3 separate regions of the Mus musculus genome follow, and regions 1 and 2 are each linked to region 3. A link is a contact called in public Hi-C data. All regions are on one chromosome and are shown on one strand. The core of a region is the stretch at or near the end of the contact, and the rest is flanking DNA. Distances in the headings are between cores, read along the strand shown.

Region 1 (3,253 bases), core at 200-2,699, 370 kb after region 3:
GATGGCACTTAGGAGCCAGACACATTGGGTGTGCTGTGCCCTAATGGGGCGATCTTGGACCGGTCACTGGCTGCGTGTGGGTTTTCTTACCTGTGAAGCAGGGATAGATAAGGGCTATCCCTACTTCACAAGGCTGTAAAGGTTAAGTGAATGACCATCTGTGATGTGCCTGTCAGGGCATAGAGCAAGACCTGTATTCTAACCAGTGGCCCACGCTGTCCTTGTTGCTAGTGGTTTGTTATTGTTGCTTCCTGGGTGTGAATCCCGACTTGTAATCTCGCTCCTGAAGATTTGGGTAGAAACCCAAATAGCACCGACGAGATTTGTGCCTAGAACAGAAGCTTAAAGCAACCAGTCATGGAGATGCAGCCTCCGAGAGTATGGGTGGAATGCTTGTTTTGTACATAAGAATATTGACTCTGTCCCTCAAGAGTGAAGTTGGAATGTGTGAAAAAGTTTGAAAACGTAAGGACAGTGCTTGCGTTGTTCAGGCGTAGCACTTAAAACTGGTGTAACAGACTAAAGACCTTGGTTTATGTTATAAGCCCTCTTTGTAACAGGTATTGCTGTTATATTGCGAAGAAGCCTGTCTAGGCCACTGGTGTGCCTGTGGGTAGTTACCTTGACATGTTTAGGGGTTTTCAATTTGCTTAGTAACAGAAGCACTTACAATTTTGCTTAATTTAAGGAGTCTCGCGTTCATTCCAGGGAAGTCTCCAGAACAGCTTGCTAACACTTCTCTCCTGTATTTTGAATTGAATGTTGTAGAAATCCGCTCTCAGGAGGAAGTGTGCCGTCTGCAAAATCGTGGTCCACACAGCCTGCATTGAGCAACTAGAGAAGGTAAGCGAGCGCCACCTGCTGGCGAGTGTGTTGGCTTCGGTCACTTACCAAGATCTGGTGTCAATGTCTAACTTTTTAAAAAACAAAACCAAAAATTGTTGAGTTCAGGATGACTTACCAGAATAACAATGAAAAGACAATATATAAAGGTCAGCCATGGTCTTGTTTTCCTGGGTTTAATTTGATATTATGTTGCATTGAACTTTGGGAAAGCTTGGCAACACTTACAATAAGCCTTTTAAGATTGTAGCTTCCATATGTTTCTCTCGGTGAGTTCACATATTCCTAAAGGAGCTCGAAGGGAGAGTTAGCCAAGCCAGCCGAAAGCAGCTCCCAGATGCTGCTGCAGACCTCACGGGCAGCAGTTTTTGCTGGTGCAGCATGAAATGTGTGGCTAAGCCAGGAGTGGCATCCCAAGGGTGGTGTCTTGTCTCCAGAAGTGGATTCTGAACTGTCTATTCATTTACCATCTGGGGGGAAGGGCAGAGCTCTGCGAGAGAGCTGCTTGCTGCTCTCATTTATAATTCCTCCTCCGTGTCCAGGCGAGACACTGAGTGGGATCTATATTCGTGCGCTGCCCTTGGCAATCACGGTGGGACTATTTTAGCTTTGTACAATGTTTGCTTAGCTTCGCCAGCACCTCCAGCTGCTGTCAACCTATATCTCACAGCCATGCCTAACACTTGGACTAGATTTTTCTCGTCTGCACTCTACTTCACTTTATACAGGAGCAAAAGAGCTCACGAGGACACTTCTCATCCACAGAGCAAGGCAGTGCTGAGTCCTTTTACAGGGAATATCTGTGCGTGTGTTTGAATGGTTATCACAGCAGTTAGGACTTCTCAGGTTTATATTTTCTACTTTAAAAAAAAAAGCAAAAAAAAAAAAAAAAAAAACCCAACTTACCCGGATGACTTCAGCTGCCATGTACTTTACCTGTGACTTTGGTCTCCATTTTTCCAGATTCATGGGCTAAGAACGTTTTTGTTTGTTTGTTTGAAGTTAGACTGCATGGATGAGAATGCAGGACTGCCGACTGGAGGTGTGAAATGGCACTGTACCTCTGTGGATCGTCTAGTGAGATGCTTCGGGAGAGTAGGAGCAGGCTAGAACGGATTCCTTATTCTTCCTGGGCTTGGTTTATAGCCTTCATGTCTACCACTATTGGTTGCTTTCTGGTCTCAGGTAGCTCTCTTCAACCTGTTGCTCGTCACTAACATTAACATACTTTTCTCTTCAAATGGCAGATTAATTTCAGATGTAAACCAACATTTCGGGAAGGAGGCTCCAGATCGCCAAGAGAAGTGAGTTTTGTGAGTTGTTTCAGAGAGCACCTTGAACTCTCCTAGGTTCACCGAATCTCCCAGGGATTCACCTAGGATTGACAAATGAGGTCTGTCTCCCCTCATTATACAGCAGTTTCTTCTTAATGTGTCAATAAGGACAAAGAGTCTCCAAGATTCTTCGGTATACTGTACTTTATTCTGTCAGTGGAGTGGGTTTGGGAGCCAGAGTCTTAACGCATGAAATGGAAAAGTGGGGTTGGGGGAGTTCCCCATTATTCTAGACAGTTTAGAACTAGGGTCTGAGTTGTACTCTCTAGTCCACAAAAGGAGGATGAGGAAAAGGAGGGAGGGAGGGAGGGAGGGGGGGAGGGAGGGAGAGAGGGAGAGGGGGAAGAGGAGGAGGAGGAAGAGAAGGAGGGAGGGAGGGAGGGAGAGAGAGAGAGAGAGAGAGAGAGAGAGAGAGAGAGAGAGAGAGAGAGAGCCAGATAATGGGCTTTCTGAGAGATGTGGGCACTGATTGAATCTTTTAGGACTCTTCTAGGGCAAAGGGTGCGATGTGAGATACAGGGAGACAACCATTTAGACAGAAACAGCAGCAGCACATAAGCCTAGGTGAGAGCTTAGTAAGATGCATTACTTGGGAGGAGAGTTAGAGCTAGACAGTGGAAGTCAGGCTTCCACTTCCTTGGACGCAGGCTGGAAGTCATCAGGGATTTGCAGGTTCGCACTGCGCTATCTAAGTAGAATATATTATGCTGCCTGCAGTGTGGAGGGAACATCATGAGGGTCGATGCTGTTGGGGACATAGAGACAATTAGAGCAGCTCTTGCCATAGAGGTTAAGAAATAATTGTGTCTGAGCTGAGAGAAACATGCTTGCTAAGATGAGTTTACAGGTGTAAAGTTGGCAAGAATTAGTGAAGGATTTTGGGTGTGTGGGGAGTTATCCTTATAAATCAAGCTTCCATTGAGCAAAACTGATTCATTGTTGTAAGAAGGTTATTTGAGGAATGAATCTGATGTGAAGATGCAGAATATTTGATCACATTGTGAACCCTAAGATTGTGGACTGGTTGTGGTATGGCTCAGCTACCACAAACCTTTTATCCAAGAGTTGTCTGTTTA
Region 2 (3,209 bases), core at 664-3,163, 330 kb before region 3:
TCTAGTTCTTTCAGAACTCTGGCTGGCTGTTTCAACTCAGATGTTCTGGCTCAAACTCCTCTCTAAGCTGACTGATTCAATCTTGTTTCTCTCAGCTTCTCACTGAATTGTTCCCTTTGTCCTCAAATTCTAGTAATTTGTTCTAGTCTTCTGGCTCCTTATTCTCTGGGTTCAACTGACTCTGCATCAACTCACAAAGGAACTCAACTCCACTAGGCTCACTACCTCTCAACTGACTGACTCTCGACTTACTGACAAACTCAACTTTACTCAATTGAACGCACTGAAGTGACTCTCAACTCCCTATGTTGCACTTATTTTATCCAGAGAGTTGGGAGTACCTTATTTCTGACTCATTCTGTCAAATCTTCCTTTGATTCATGACCCTCAATTAGACTGTTATTGTTTGGGATTAAAGGTGTGTACTGAGGGCGTGTCTGCCTTCCAGCTAGATCACACATACCTAGAAGATCTTTGGATGAGATCAGAGTAGCCATGTTGCTGTATTAAAATTCCTCTACATCTTTCTATACTTTTATTTTTACTTCTTTTTTCAAAATGTAAGTGGCAGGCTGGAGAGTTGTTTCAGGGTTAAGAGTACTTGCTGTTATTGAAGAAGACACAGGTTCAGTTCCCAGGACTCACATGACAAACACACAGACACACACACACACACACACACACACACACACACGCACACACGCACACACGCACACACACAGGGAGGGAAAGAGAGAGAGAGAGAGAGAGAGAGAGAGAGAGAGAGAGAGGCGGCATACCTTCTAATCCTTTCCAAATAGTTCCATCAACCAGGGACCAACTATTCAAACATATGAACCTTAGAAGGCCATTCTCATTCAAACCACAACAAGAAAGTTAAAATAGAGTCACATTCATAACTTTCTAAACAGTAGAAACCACATAACCTTCCTGAAAAATGTATTATTTTTGCATGCAATATCAACTACAAAAATATGGCATTTGTTAAATGCCCAGATTGCTCTGTCATATTCAGAACTCTGAGAGGTTAGTTAATAGATAATCTTTAGTACTCTATTGAGGAAAAACTTCAAGCATCAACTTGAAATTGAGGAGATGTCAAAGGCTTTAAGATGAAAGAATGGAAGTGGTTGCTAGGGCAACCACAGGATTGAAAGAGAACAATCATGCAGAACATGATTAGACACAGACTTTGCTGGGTTGGGTTTTTCACTTCTATACCACAGCTTGGCTCTTAGGAAGAACAGTTTAAGCATGTCCATTTAAAAGTTCAGCTTGGGGCCAAAAGTGGAAGAGATAATGGGGTGAACATTGAATATCTGGTAAAGAGCAACCTGAAGAGATTTTCAGTCACTTTCAAGGTTCCTGCTGAACTATCTGGATAATTAGTTTAAGTGTGAATTAAAGATAATCTATTATTGTTATGTTTATTCATTTATATATTTATTTAGTGTGTGTCTGTGTTGGCATGTATGTGCTATGGTGTACGAGTGGAGGTCTGAGGACAACTTTCAAGAGTTGGTTTTGTCCTTCCACCATATGATTCCTAGGAATGAACTCGGTTCTGAAGCTTGTTGTCAGGTACCTTTATCTTCTGAGCCATCTTGCCAGCCCCCAGGAGGCATCTGTAGCTGCCAAATATAGAAGGTGTTCGTTTAAGGGTATGCAAGAATGGGGTTCAAGTCAATTTTTCTGTTGGTTTGATTAGTTAAGAAAGTAGTGATTTTAGACTTTCTTTATTTTATTTCCCTATTTTTGCTGCTATTTTGGGGAGTAAGGCCTCATATATCCACTTTAGGAGCATGTCTGACTTCAAAAAGTGATTTCGAAAGTCACCAGTCCCAGGAACTAGGTCACAGTCATCAACTCCAGGAACAGACCGTAAATCCCAGGAAGTAAGCCATAAGTCACTGGCTCTGGAACAGATCATAAATTCCAGGAACAAGGTCATAAAACCTCTCTCCCAAAGAACAGTTTGGACATAACCACAAGAACGGGAAATTATCTTATCTCAGGCTGAGCCATCCATGCTGGGCAGCCCTACCTCATCCTGTGAATAAACATTCATGACATAGGAATGCAGACCTCTGACCACCAGGCACAAGCCAATCAGAAGCCGACACATGCAACTTTTCCAGCACCCACCAATGAAGTTTTAGATTACCTAACCAGCTCTCTAAATATAGAAAAAAACTAACATAGTAGCCAATCAAAACTGTACTGTTACCTCTGTGATCCCTACCAATCATATCAGAGATTACCTAATCCTTCTAAAAAATTCTCTCAGCTCTGCATAAAAAGGGCCCTGTGAGTGAGCTCCTTGACAGTCACCATTTTGATTAATGGTTGACCCTCGCATGCTGGTTGTTTCCGAAAAATAAACATTCTTTGTTTTGTATACTATTTGAGTCTGGGGTCTTCCTTCAGTAATTTTTGGATTCTTAGAGCTTAATGCATATTTCTGTTTGTTTGTTTTTTTTTTTTTTTTTTTTTTTTTTTTTTTTTTTTTTTTTTTTTTTTTTTTTTTGGTTTTCTGAGACAGGGTTTCTCTGTGTAGCCCTGGCTGTCCTGGAACTCACTTTGTAGACCAGGCTGGCCTCGAACTCAGAAATCCGCCTGCCTCTGCCTCCTGAGTGCTGGGATTAAAGGCGTGAGCCACCATGCCCGGCTTAATGCATATTTCTAATACTAATATTTTGAAGGCAGAGGCAGGATGTCATGGTGAGTTTAAGGTCAGCCAGTATTGCATGAAGGGACCCTGCCTCGAAAGTAAAAGGAAATGCCAGGCAGTGGTGCCACACTGCCTAAATCCAAGCAATTGGGGAGCAAAGACAGTCAGATTTCTGTGAATTCAAGGCTAGCCTGGTCTACTAATTGAGTTCCAGAAAAGCCAGATCTAAGAAGAGAAACCTTATCTCAAAAAACATCAAACAACAAACAAAACAACCACATAAAAATAGTAAACAAACAAACAAACCAAGCAGCAGACAGCTAAAAAACACACTAAATTCTGGATTTCCCTCTCATGGTCTCAATGATTGATGGAGCTTGTAATCTGTGACAATCAATTTTTATATATATATATATATATATAAAATGAAAATGAATAACATGTCAAGAAGTCTGCATTGTCTGAAGGAGAGATTGCATTTCATATCCAACACTTGAATAAAATTCAGAGAGCTTGTAGAAAAAAAGCTTGATAAGAA
Region 3 (3,370 bases), core at 266-2,765:
CTCTGTCTCTCTGTCTCTTTCTCAGTGTGTGTGTGTGCACACATGTGCCCATGTACATGGGAGGCAGAGTCTTTCTCTCTGGCCTGGAGTTCATCAACAGACTGGGAATCCCAGGACCTGCTTGCTTCTGCCTGCCCACTGTTGGGATAAGAGGCATTCACAACCCTGTGCCATCCTTCTTTGTGTTCTGGGCTCTGACTCAAGCCACCATGCTTGCATGCATGCACTTTACCAACAGAGCCATCTCTCCAGCCCTGGTTTTTAGTTTCTTAAAGTGAAACCTTAGATTGATTTTTGTCATCTTTCATATTTTCTTTGCATATATTTTGATGCTATATTTTCTTACTGTTGCTTTTACTGTATCCCCCATTTTTAAAAATAGGGTTTTTTTGTTTTGTTTTGTTTTGGTTTGGTTTGGTTTTTTGGTTTGGTTGTTTGGTTGGCTAGTTGGTTTTTTTATTGTTTTTGCTGCCATTGTTGCTTGAGACAGGGTGTCATTTAGATTAACCTTGAATTTATTATGTAGCTGAGACTGTCCTTGAATTTTTTTGTGTTTTTTGTTTGTTTGTTTTTGAGACAAGTTGTCTCTGTGTAACAGCCCTTGCTATTCTGGATATTCTAGAGCATGCTTTGTAGACCAGGCTGGCCTTGAACTCACAGAGATCCACCTGCATCTGCCTCCCAAGTGCTGGGATCACAGGCTTGTTCTGCTACCACCTGGCCTGTCCTTCAACTCTTGATTCTTCTACCTCCATCTCCTGAGTGCTGAGACTACAAGGAACCTACTGCAGAAGGCAGTTTCTCTGAGTAAAGCAGACAGCAGCACTAATCTATACACATAAATACAATTGTGCAGAAGACATCTGATGAGCACATCATATCCATTTAGGGAGGGAAAAGGACGCCTATACTATGGTCTCCGACCTTCTCAACCATGGACTTTTGACCAGGTTTATAGTACCAGATGCAGAGTGGACCCCAAACCTCTTAATAGCGTTCTCACGCCCGGCCAGGAAAGACGCAACAAACCAAAATCTTCTGCGGCAAAACTTTATTGCTTACATCTTTGGGAGCCAGGAGGGCAAGCGCCCAGCGCCCAGCCCCAAAAACGAAAGCCCCTTCAATTACATCTTTAGGAGCCAGAGCTCCGGCGCGCGCGCTCTATTGTTTACATCTTTAGGCAGCGAGCGAGCGCAGGGCGCGCAGAGCCAGAGAGATGCCAGCGAGAGAGAATGGCGGAAACCCCGTCCCCTTTTTTAGGAGAGTTATATTTCGCCTAGGACGCATCACTCCCTGATTGGCTGCAGCCCATGGCCGAGCTGACGTTCACGGGAAAGGTAGAGTACAAGTAGTCATAAAATACCCTTGGCTCATGCGCAGATTATTTGTTTACCACTTAGAACACAGGATGTCAGCGCCATCTTGTGACGGCGAATGTGGGGGCGGCTCCCAACACAAACCCAATCTGAAAGCAAGTGTATACCTCTTTAACTGTGAAGCCACTACTGTTCCACTGAACACATCTTGAGTGGCTGGTCATCATTGCTGCACACAGGCTCCATCTACAGTTGAGTAAGACCATTGACGACGCTTTCCTCTTGCAGTGGGTTCAGCTTTGTCTAGCATAGTTAGGGCTCTCCAGCAGGGAGGAGACTTCCAGCCCAGTTCTAGCTTAATTTCTCCATGCCCTGTCACCAGAACATTTGATGTCTTCAGGGATAAGGTCTTGCCAACAGCAGTTTTGGTTGCCCACCAGAACTAGAAGGGAACCAGCCCTCAGTTGTTGGGATACTTTTTGTTCTTGTTTTATTTGTTCCTTGAGAAGGTCTTGGTATATAGCTTTGGCTATCCTTGGCCTTAAACTGATTCTCCTGGCTCAACCTGCTCAGTACTAGGAAGGACTATGGGCAAGTATTACTATGCCCAGTTTGTATTAAGCAAATGTTGGTGAGTTATAGTTACCTCTCTTGTGACATCATTGACTCACATTTACTTAGAATTATGCCCTTTAATCTCAAGTATTTTATGGAGTTTCTCAGTTTTCCATTATTGTTTTCTAGTTTATTCCCATTTCCATTTGTGAGCTTTGTATAATTTTTATTTAAGTGCAGAAGTGCAGGCCTTTAATCCTAGCACTAAGGACACAGGTGAATAGATCTCTGAGTCTGAGGTTAGCCTATCTACATTCCAGGTTTCACACAAGCCACAGCCATGAAGTATGAGACCCTGTTTCAATTTTTTTTACTTATTTTTATCTGTGAGTGTTTATATATGAGTGTCTGCCTGAATGTTTCTACGTATGTATACCACATGCATGCCTGATGCCCACAAAGGCCAGAAGAGAATGTCAGAACTAGAACTGGAACTAGAGTTACAAGTGGTTGTGAGCCACTGTGTGGGTGCTGGAAAACTAGGCTAGAAAAAGCAGCCTCATGGTGGCATCTCTCCAGCCCTATTTAGGATATTTGAAGTGTGTTTGTGTGGTCCAGGGTATGAATTACAATGCTGATTGTTTTGGATGAGCTTGAAATAAATCTTTATTGTTGGATGTCATACTCTATAGGTACCAGTTGCATCCAGTTGGTTGACAGTGTTATTCAGTTCAACTGTGTCTTTCACAATTTTCTACCTACTGAACCTGCCAATTACTAGTAGAATGGGGTTGGGATTTTCAACGATAATAGTAGAGTCTACTATTGCAGTTTCTGCAGCCCAGTTAACAGGTTTTGGTCTGTAGGCCATTGGACAGTGACTCAGAGCTAGGACAGATCTGTGTCACCCCTGACCCCCTTAGGTGAGCTGGAAATGCTAGAGAAGAAGAATTCAGATGGTCTTCTTATCTCCGTGATGGGACCTATAGTCCATGCAATGGAGACAGTTTCTGAAGTTGTTTGTGGACACACCGAGTTAACAATAGGACCTCTCATTTAAAATGGACAATCTGTTTTTCAGAAGTATCAGAGGATGTCCTCCCATTCTCATCATGAAAACTTGGCAAGTTCAAGGTTAAAAAAAAAAAAAAAGTGTGTGTGGGGGGGTGTAATTCCCCGAGACGGTGCAGCCTGTGAGATGATGTATTCTCAGATGTCTTAGTGTTGAGACTCAACCAAGGACACCTCAAATATAGTGCTATGGCACAGAGAGCTCTTGAACTCCTGTACCGTGAGGGCATCAGGGTCACCTCCCATCAAGGTCTCGTACAAAGTGAGACATAGAAGCCAGAGTTCTCCCAAAGCAGTGGCAGACATAGAAACCACCCTATCATTGCAATCCTCCTCTCTTCTGTATGAGCAGGGATGCACAGTAGACCAAAGACCTTCATTCTCCTCTCCTATAACCAGGAGGAAGGATCTTCCTTCATTTCTTCACA

Evidence for each region. A called contact is a pair of places that touch in the nucleus more often than the background predicts.
Region 1: a Hi-C map of cerebral cortex shows a contact between it and region 3, with 2.6 times the contacts expected there. The contact joins two enhancer-like sites. A contact is called at or near these places in 2 of 15 datasets of contacts at CTCF or cohesin (the NIH/3T3 cell line and large pre-B cells), 79 of 484 Hi-C or Micro-C datasets (the AML12 cell line, B cells, the C2C12 cell line and 50 more), 6 of 115 datasets of contacts at active chromatin or transcription factors (T-cell acute lymphoblastic leukemia, bone marrow-derived dendritic cells, bone marrow-derived macrophages and 3 more) and 1 of 9 other capture datasets (embryonic stem cells).
Region 2: a Hi-C map of uterus shows a contact between it and region 3. The contact joins two enhancer-like sites. A contact is called at or near these places in 2 of 484 Hi-C or Micro-C datasets (both in uterus) and 1 of 115 datasets of contacts at active chromatin or transcription factors (embryonic stem cells).

Annotation. Positions count from the first base shown.
Region 1 is chr6:37,095,142-37,098,394 of GRCm38.p6, reverse strand. It overlaps Dgki (diacylglycerol kinase, iota), which reads left to right. Exons shown (of 34, transcript NM_001081206.2): 4 at 769-843; 5 at 2,091-2,147. Among named protein-coding and RNA genes, the nearest start is that of Gm52857, 190 kb to the right of the region's middle. Within about 2 kb of position 1,449, at least 39 of the 459 cell types and tissues checked have an H3K27ac peak or open chromatin away from gene starts, as enhancers often do. A contact at or near this core is called in the CH12 cell line, cerebral cortex and cortical glia, where this site is marked.
Region 2 is chr6:37,793,150-37,796,358 of GRCm38.p6, reverse strand. No RefSeq gene overlaps it. Among named protein-coding and RNA genes, the nearest start is that of Trim24, 76 kb to the left of the region's middle. Within about 2 kb of position 1,913, at least 25 of the 459 cell types and tissues checked have an H3K27ac peak or open chromatin away from gene starts, as enhancers often do. A contact at or near this core is called in uterus, where this site is marked.
Region 3 is chr6:37,462,231-37,465,600 of GRCm38.p6, reverse strand. No RefSeq gene overlaps it. Among named protein-coding and RNA genes, the nearest start is that of Gm33318, 21 kb to the right of the region's middle. Within about 2 kb of position 1,515, at least 160 of the 459 cell types and tissues checked have an H3K27ac peak or open chromatin away from gene starts, as enhancers often do. A contact at or near this core is called in the CH12 cell line, cerebral cortex, cortical glia and 1 more, where this site is marked.